Linked DNA regions of Drosophila melanogaster: region 2 is linked to region 1. Evidence: chromatin contacts called from public targeted proximity ligation data. All regions are on one chromosome and are shown on one strand. The core of a region is the stretch at or near the end of the contact, and the rest is flanking DNA. Distances in the headings are between cores, read along the strand shown.

What was found.
Region 2: a contact with region 1 is called in a targeted proximity ligation map of the Kc167 cell line, with 3 times the contacts expected there. A contact is called at or near these places in 7 of 107 Hi-C or Micro-C datasets (the Kc167 cell line, the ML-DmBG3-c2 cell line, the OSC cell line and 2 more) and 1 of 7 datasets of targeted methods (the Kc167 cell line).

The regions. Positions count from the first base shown.
Region 1 is chr3R:3,748,403-3,752,143 of dm6, reverse strand. It overlaps CG41128, which reads right to left and starts at 1,781. Exons shown (of 2, transcript NM_001015402.3): 1 at 1,605-1,781. The coding sequence starts at 1,686.
Region 2 is chr3R:3,844,449-3,848,181 of dm6, reverse strand. It overlaps CG41099, which reads right to left and starts at 1,453. Exons shown (of 7, transcript NM_001110981.2): 1 at 1,288-1,453. The coding sequence starts at 1,291.

The DNA.
Region 1 (3,741 bases), core at 532-3,031:
TATCCAATTTAATTTAATTAGTTAAATTATTTAATTGAGCTAATATTAGAGTGAGCTTGGTACGATTTTTTTAGATATGTTTGGCAAGACAAATAGTAAAATCAACATTTTCAACACATTTTTAAAAATTGTGGTTGTGGCAGTATTGGGTGGTCGGTGGATCCCAAAGAAGCTGGGGTCGGAAAATCGAAATTTGATAAATGGAATTGTTTGCCCATGGTTGCCGACAAATTAGTTTTTTTTTGCAATTGAAAAAAAAAATATTTCGAGAGGTGGGCTAACGAAATTAGTTACTTTTAAGGGTGGGCAAACTATAAATATTTTTGAACAGGTATTTTTTAATGTTACAAAAATAAATTAAGTATTAAATAAAACGATAGAAAAATGGAAGTGCAAATAAAAAAAATTTTAAAGGATAGACAAATGATGAAAACTAATGTTAAAGTATGGGCAAATCTAATTTTAAAGGATGATATCGATTCTTAAAAACCGTTTTATCAAATGGTAATGAAATGTTATTAATTGAAAAAAATAATATTTCGAGAGGTGGCTTAACAAAATTAGTTACTTTAAAAGGTTGGGCAAACGATAAATATTTTTAAACAGGTATTTTTTAAGGTTACAAAAATAAATTAGGTATAAAAAAAAAACGATAGAAAAAGTCAACGTTTTTATTTTCGCGAATTTTCTTTTTCGAAAATACAGATCTCGAAATCTGGACGTGGGCATAAAAACTAATTGGTGGGCAAACGATTTTAGCTTTCAAATATCTAAAATTCGATTTTTCCGACCCCAGCTTCTGTGAGCTGGCTTGTGGGCTTTGGAATGACTCCAAAAGGGTAGCAATCGTCCTTGGAAATTCCACAGCTGATTGATTTATGAAGAAACATCAGTTTGAAAATTACAGAATTGGTGGGATGGAGGAAGTCCAATGTGCACGAAATTATTCAAAAGATTCCGATCTTAAAAGTTTTTCGCAAGGCCGAACTAGGAAAAACGTGTAATACACCGCATACCAAAGATTTTCACAAAAAAGTTAGCTTTAAAAGCCTCAAGAACAATGAGTAGAGTAAGATTGAAGAAAGTTGCAAATTTGGATACCAAACCGTTTTAAAACAAAATGCTGAGAAAGTGAAAATCGCAAACAACTTTGCCTCTTACTAAGCCAACTCGTTTCCTAATAGCCTGCAAATTTTCATAGACAGCAAGGATTTGCAACGAAATATTAAAATTGTTATTTGCATAATTCTATCAACAATTCAAATAAAAAATTATTTTATATCCCGAACTTCGGCATATTTTGATGTTTTTTGGAAATCTGCGAGGTATGATTACGTTTCTGAATGTTTAGCTTAAGCAAACCATTTTAATTATAAAATTATTTTTAGTTTGCAAGATTTAAACAATACACTTGTCTACTCATGCCATACAACTTTATACAACTTAGCCTAGCCAAATTATAATTTTTCATACATCATATGCTGGGTTATTAAAAATGGTAATAAATGCCATTTAAAATACCGTTTTGATTTTGCTTTTAAAAATTGATATTTCAATATGCAAATACCACGGTTTAAAAATGTTACGTAAATGTTCGTACTCACATCCTTTAATTAATACATCAGAAACGCAATGATCTAATCTATTGCATATTTTTTCCTCGAAAATATTATCGCGAGAAGTCATTTTTATTGCCAAAACAACGTTAAAAGGACTTAAAAAATTATTAACGTAAAATTATTAGTAGTCAAACGCGCACTGGCCAATGGGTAATACCAGTACTTTGTAAATTTCGATGTGCGTCAAGATAACGTCGATAAGTTGCCAACAATTAAGAAACTATGGAGAGAGAAACACGGATTCATATTATAACCTCGCAGAGAATATTTTAATATCTTTAAAAAAGTTGCGAGGCATTAAAGAAGACATTTACGGCTGTATAAAAACACTACATTCTTAATAAGTACGAATAGCCAAGTCAATATAACCATGCCCTCCTGTCCTTCCTTTTGCAAACTGGCTTCTACGCTTCAAAGCTAAGAAACTAATTACAGTTTGTCAAGAAACTGTGAAATAAGTTGAATTTTTGATTTTAAAGGTAAAAATGAAGGGTTCTTTGCTTAATTAAACGCAATTCTTTTATTCAATATAATTAAACAACATTTATTTTAAGTATAAATCAAAAAACAAATTAAAAATATTAAATATACAAGAAAATAAACAAGAAATTCCAAGTTTACACACTTCAAGAAACTCTTTACACAAAACACTTAATCGAAGTTTACTCCTAAATTTTTAAATTATTTCATTAAAATTTTAAAAGTTTTAGTATGTAGTATGTTCCCCGTTGGCTTACGCTACAAGTTGAAGCCTTTTTTTTCATGGAATGGATAAGTTTTTGTAGGTCATATTCAAGCAGGATCTTTTCACACCATTCGACTATTGCAGTCATAAGCTGTTGTCGTGTTTTAGGGCCCTTTTTGCCACCTTCTTCTTTAAGTAGGTCCACAAATTTTCAATGGGGTTCAGATCAGGACTCTAAGGGGGCTTATCGATCACTTTACCACAGTTATAAAGGAGCCAGGTGCGTACATTGCACATACTACATACTAAAATTTTTAACATTTTTATGAAATAATTTAAAAATTTAGGAGTAAACTTCGATTTAGTGTTTTGTGTAAAGAGTTTCTTGACAGTCTCAAAAGTGTGTAAACTTGGAATTTCTTGTTTATTTTGTTGTATAATTAATATTTTTTTGACTTATAAGTAAAATAAATATTGTTTAACTATATTTTATAAAAAATTGCGTTTAATTAAGCAAAAAACTCTTAATTTTTACCTTTAAATTCAAAAATTCAACTTATTTCACAGTGTGTAAACAGTTTCTTGACAAACTGTATATATGAATGAAACTTTCCAACAAGTCTTTTTTTAATTACAGGTAGTATAAAACGCAGACATAATCGGTCTCTTATATCATGTTTATAATATATTAACTTATATATAACTATATATATTTATATATACATATTTATATATATATATATATTTACATATATATATATCCTATATATTCCTTCTTGTTTCACCTAAAGTTTACTTCATTTTGGGCCTACTAACAAAATTAAACGGCCCAGGTTAAGAAAAAACTATTCACACTTTTGCAGAAAGTTGAGGAATTTATAAATAATATAGGCTAATACATGTCCTGCACCAATGTAATAACAATACGGATGCTATGTATTACTTCGTTCCCAGAGCACTGTATCCTAAAGATTTTTTATGTTTAGTGATTATAAAAAGGCATATTAAGTTATGCTCAACAGTTTTCGAGGAGACAACATTTTCCAATTCTTTTTACCCTTGGACGTGCACGCACAGATTAGCTTAAACAATATTCGATATCCACTAATATTTCATACCTGTTTCTCAGATCAAAGACACTAGAAGAACAAGATGCGTAACGGCCATACATTGGTTTGGCACTATGCAGCCACTTTTTTAGTGACGGCCAAAATTGCTCTCTTTCCGCTCGCTCACGCTGAGAGCGTAAGAAATCTAAAAATAGAATTTGCTTGCTTGTGTGAGTAAAAACAGGAGACGAGAACGCTTATATTTGTGCGTAATAGATAGACGATTTTCGGGTCGAAATCAATTCTGATCGAAGAAACGAATTTACATTGTACATATTAGGGTAGTTTTGCCAATTTCGTAGCAATATGATATAATAAAATAATTTTT
Region 2 (3,733 bases), core at 204-2,703, 96 kb before region 1:
AAGGTTTGTATTTTGCAAGTAGCACATAATTAAATATGAATTGTATTACGCGTTTTTCTTTTCGTTTCGTTTATTTTCAATTATATTTTCATTTTCTCCATTATTTTAGCTTAACAGCATTAAACAGGTACATATGTAAATAGATGCTTATATTTATTATGTATTTTTATATTTATATTTTTATGTTGTTATTATTAATTATCATTGTCATGCAGATGTTTATTTATACCCTGGTATACCCTGGTAATATATTAACACGGCTACTGATACTGAAATTTGTACACTTGTGATTAAATAAAAAAAATGAAATATTTATTAAACCGGGATTTTGTTATATTTTTTGGGAACACTTCCCTTTCTTTGAAAGAAATATTATATCTACATAGATAATATATGGAATACATCTAGAAGACTGGGAAGAATACATCTAGAAGAAGGGATTGCTTACTGAAGCATTTCTGGGAATTAGTTAGTTAGAGTAGATTAGAGTCTCCATGTCCGTCAAAAAAGGTATGAAGGTAGAAATTGTAGGCCTTTTTAATTGATAAGTGAATGGATTACGCTTTCAAAAAGGTATTTTAGTTCCATTTAAACTCTAATATGTATAGGGAGTATGCTTAAACGACAACTAAGTCTTCGCACTATCTAACATCCATGTGGCATCCACCTCCATTTGCCAAAAATATTTTGACGTGCACCAATGTTTATACTAACGATGTCATTATTATAACTTCTAATATCAAACCAAAAACCTTTAAACAAGGTGAGATGAAAGTGTGCACTTTTTGTAAGCTTCCAGATAAAGTAGTAACTATTTCTATGACAAACTTTCTATTGTAATCGATGAGCATTTCATTTGGCTCTTAAAAAGGCACCTACACAGTTGAACACGTGAAATACGGACATATAATAGACCATGGTCAATATATGAGACCATATCTCAACAACAAGGCCTGCAGTTTATTATCTTTTCGGCAATAAATTTACGTAGAGATCATGCGAGAAAAAATCGGTGAGCGTCGGCCATTTAGCTGACTTCGGCTCATCCAAACTCATTATCCGCTCAGGGATGAGCGGACATTATGAAAATGAATCATATAATTGGTAGGCAAAGAGTCGTACTGAATTATTAGTTTTTATTTAAAGATTAAAGGACACGCTTCTCCCAAATACATCGCTCGTATGTGAATGCATATGCTGTCTAGGATGGAAGGCAAATAAAAATATATGTACATATGTATTTTCGCAACAATTGTGGCCGAACAGATACCTGTTTTCATAACATACCCATCAGATATGTGGGCACAAATTATTATAAAATACGAGTTTCTTCACGAAATGCACCCGCTGCTCTTAGTATTGATTTAATCGCAGCTGTATGTTCGGTCTTGAGTTGGTTCCGAATGTAGTGTGGTATAGCTCACTGTTATAAGACCCGATAATTACAACTGTTAGTATCAGCCCTGTCCATACTATGAATTTATCCAGTCCAAAGCGTTCTGACACAAATCATTTTTTTTTTTGAACGTACTACCGTCCTCGAAATCTAAGATATGTAACGTTTAACGAAATAGATTGATGATGGAAGGCAAGCGCACCTGTATTGGCGGGTGCACGCTTTAAAATCCGGCATATTTCCCATATTTCAGTTTTTTTCAGTGTTGTTCTTTTTCACTATATTCTTGTTTCATAAATTATTATTTTTTCAAATCAGTATCCTTCATCAAAAAAATATAAAAACGTAAGACAGTCGGTCTCGAGTAAATTCGGTTAGATTTTACTTAATATTTTATTGTTAACTTCCGCAATGTTATTTAAGTCCAATAAATTGTTCATTAGAATTTTTTAAATCATATGGAAACCCAAGTTCTAAAATAAATTTAAAATATTAAACGTGTTTAACTGTAACTGTAACTGAATTCAAATTATGTATACTTGCTGCACACAGGCAAAGAGTGATCGCCGATTAGTAGCGAAAACACTCAAAAAGGAATTAACCGTTGCTCGCAGGCAACTTGAGTGTTTGAGTACACAAGTTTCTTATATACATACATCGTTGTTCATTATACATATATGTTCATTATATATTCAACATAAAAAAATTGTAATTTACTTTTGTTTATTAAGCTTCCATGATATTCCCCGGTGTATAATTGGAAAATAAATTTTTTTTGCTTAACTTCTCTTCGTAATTTCCCTCAGTGTGTTGTGTGTGTTATATCCAATTTACATCTTATATGTTAATAAAATTCACTCAAATTTTTAATCCTCGGCAAACGATCGATTTCCCGGCGCATATGAGCTGAAATAAAAGCGTGGCATTTTACACGAATACTTTGAAAATGTACGAACACACAGATACTCTTACTCCAATTTCGAATCAAACGACTTTAAACAGACTTTTTATTTCAAATTTAACGCGAAAATTTAGACGCGCACTCTCTGAAAATGTATCCATCTTGGAAAAAATATTAGATTAGGTTAGCTTATAAAAAATATTTAATAATTAAAAAAATTCAATTTATATAAAATTAAATAAAAACACAAAAGTGATGTAAACTATTGCTTCTTCTTGGGTACATATTTTTATAACTTGTTGTAAAGCCTTATAAAATTTAATTTAAAAATAACTTCATATTCTCATTTTACAAGAAAACGAACTTTTCACAACTTGACTCCACGACGATTTGATTAGAAAAGAAATAAAACGGAAACTCTAGCCGGGTCTAGGCCATCAGAGGAAATCACGTTCAGCTGAGAGTCGCTCTATTTATAATTATCCCAAAACTTTCCGGGTGCAGCTGATAAAGAGTTGCACCTCGTCTTGTTATTCACTGCATTTAATATGACCCTAAATTAGAATCCCAAAGCTAAGCACAAGCTTCCTGTAGTTTGTCAATCCGGAGCTTTCAGAGTGATCTAACATAATAGTTTTAGTCGCTTTTAAAGATTTGATTTGTATGTTGTACTAGAAAAATTCATATTTCACTTAACCTTACTTGGTCCAGTCGTCCAAGTCGGGTATCCCCTCTATTGTTATCTGTTCATGCTAATAAGAGATACACTACCAAATGTTAAATTACGCAAACATTTCATATTAGTGAATTTGTTGGGTTGTTGTAAGGCGACCTTGAAGTTCTAAAAAGGCTGTATAGCAGTAAATCTGCGATTTCTCGGTTCACAAACTCAGATGCACCCATGGGATGCGGGTATAGCTTGGAGTATACTGTCTTATCATCGCTTGTTCGAATCGTGGCAATAACAAAAGTGTTAAATGGCAGTGTCTCGTTAGAGGCCGAAAATGACTTAGATCTGTTTGTAATCATGTTTTAAAATTTACATATTTTTTTTTACAGATTCTTGCTCGGCAATGTCATTTACGTTAGTGAAAGTTACTTTACTTCATAATTTCTGGCCTTATGGCTCAGTAATTGTATCAATCAAATAAGCAAGGTTTTATTTTGAGCAACCGTAAGCTTTCTGATCTTGGACAGAACGGAAGTACAAAAACATTTCAAAGCACATGTCTACCCTAGCTCCAATGCATGCAGCCATGAATCAACGTTCCATGCACCGCATTGCGTCACTCCGGATTACCGCTGTTAGATGTTTTCAGAGCGGAGCGCTGAACTCATTTTGGGCGTGTCAGCATTGTTTGTGTTAAGCTACTTAGGTGCTAGGTTTATGTAAAATTTCTTATTCGCTAAAGCAAATACATCGAGTGCCCTTTTTA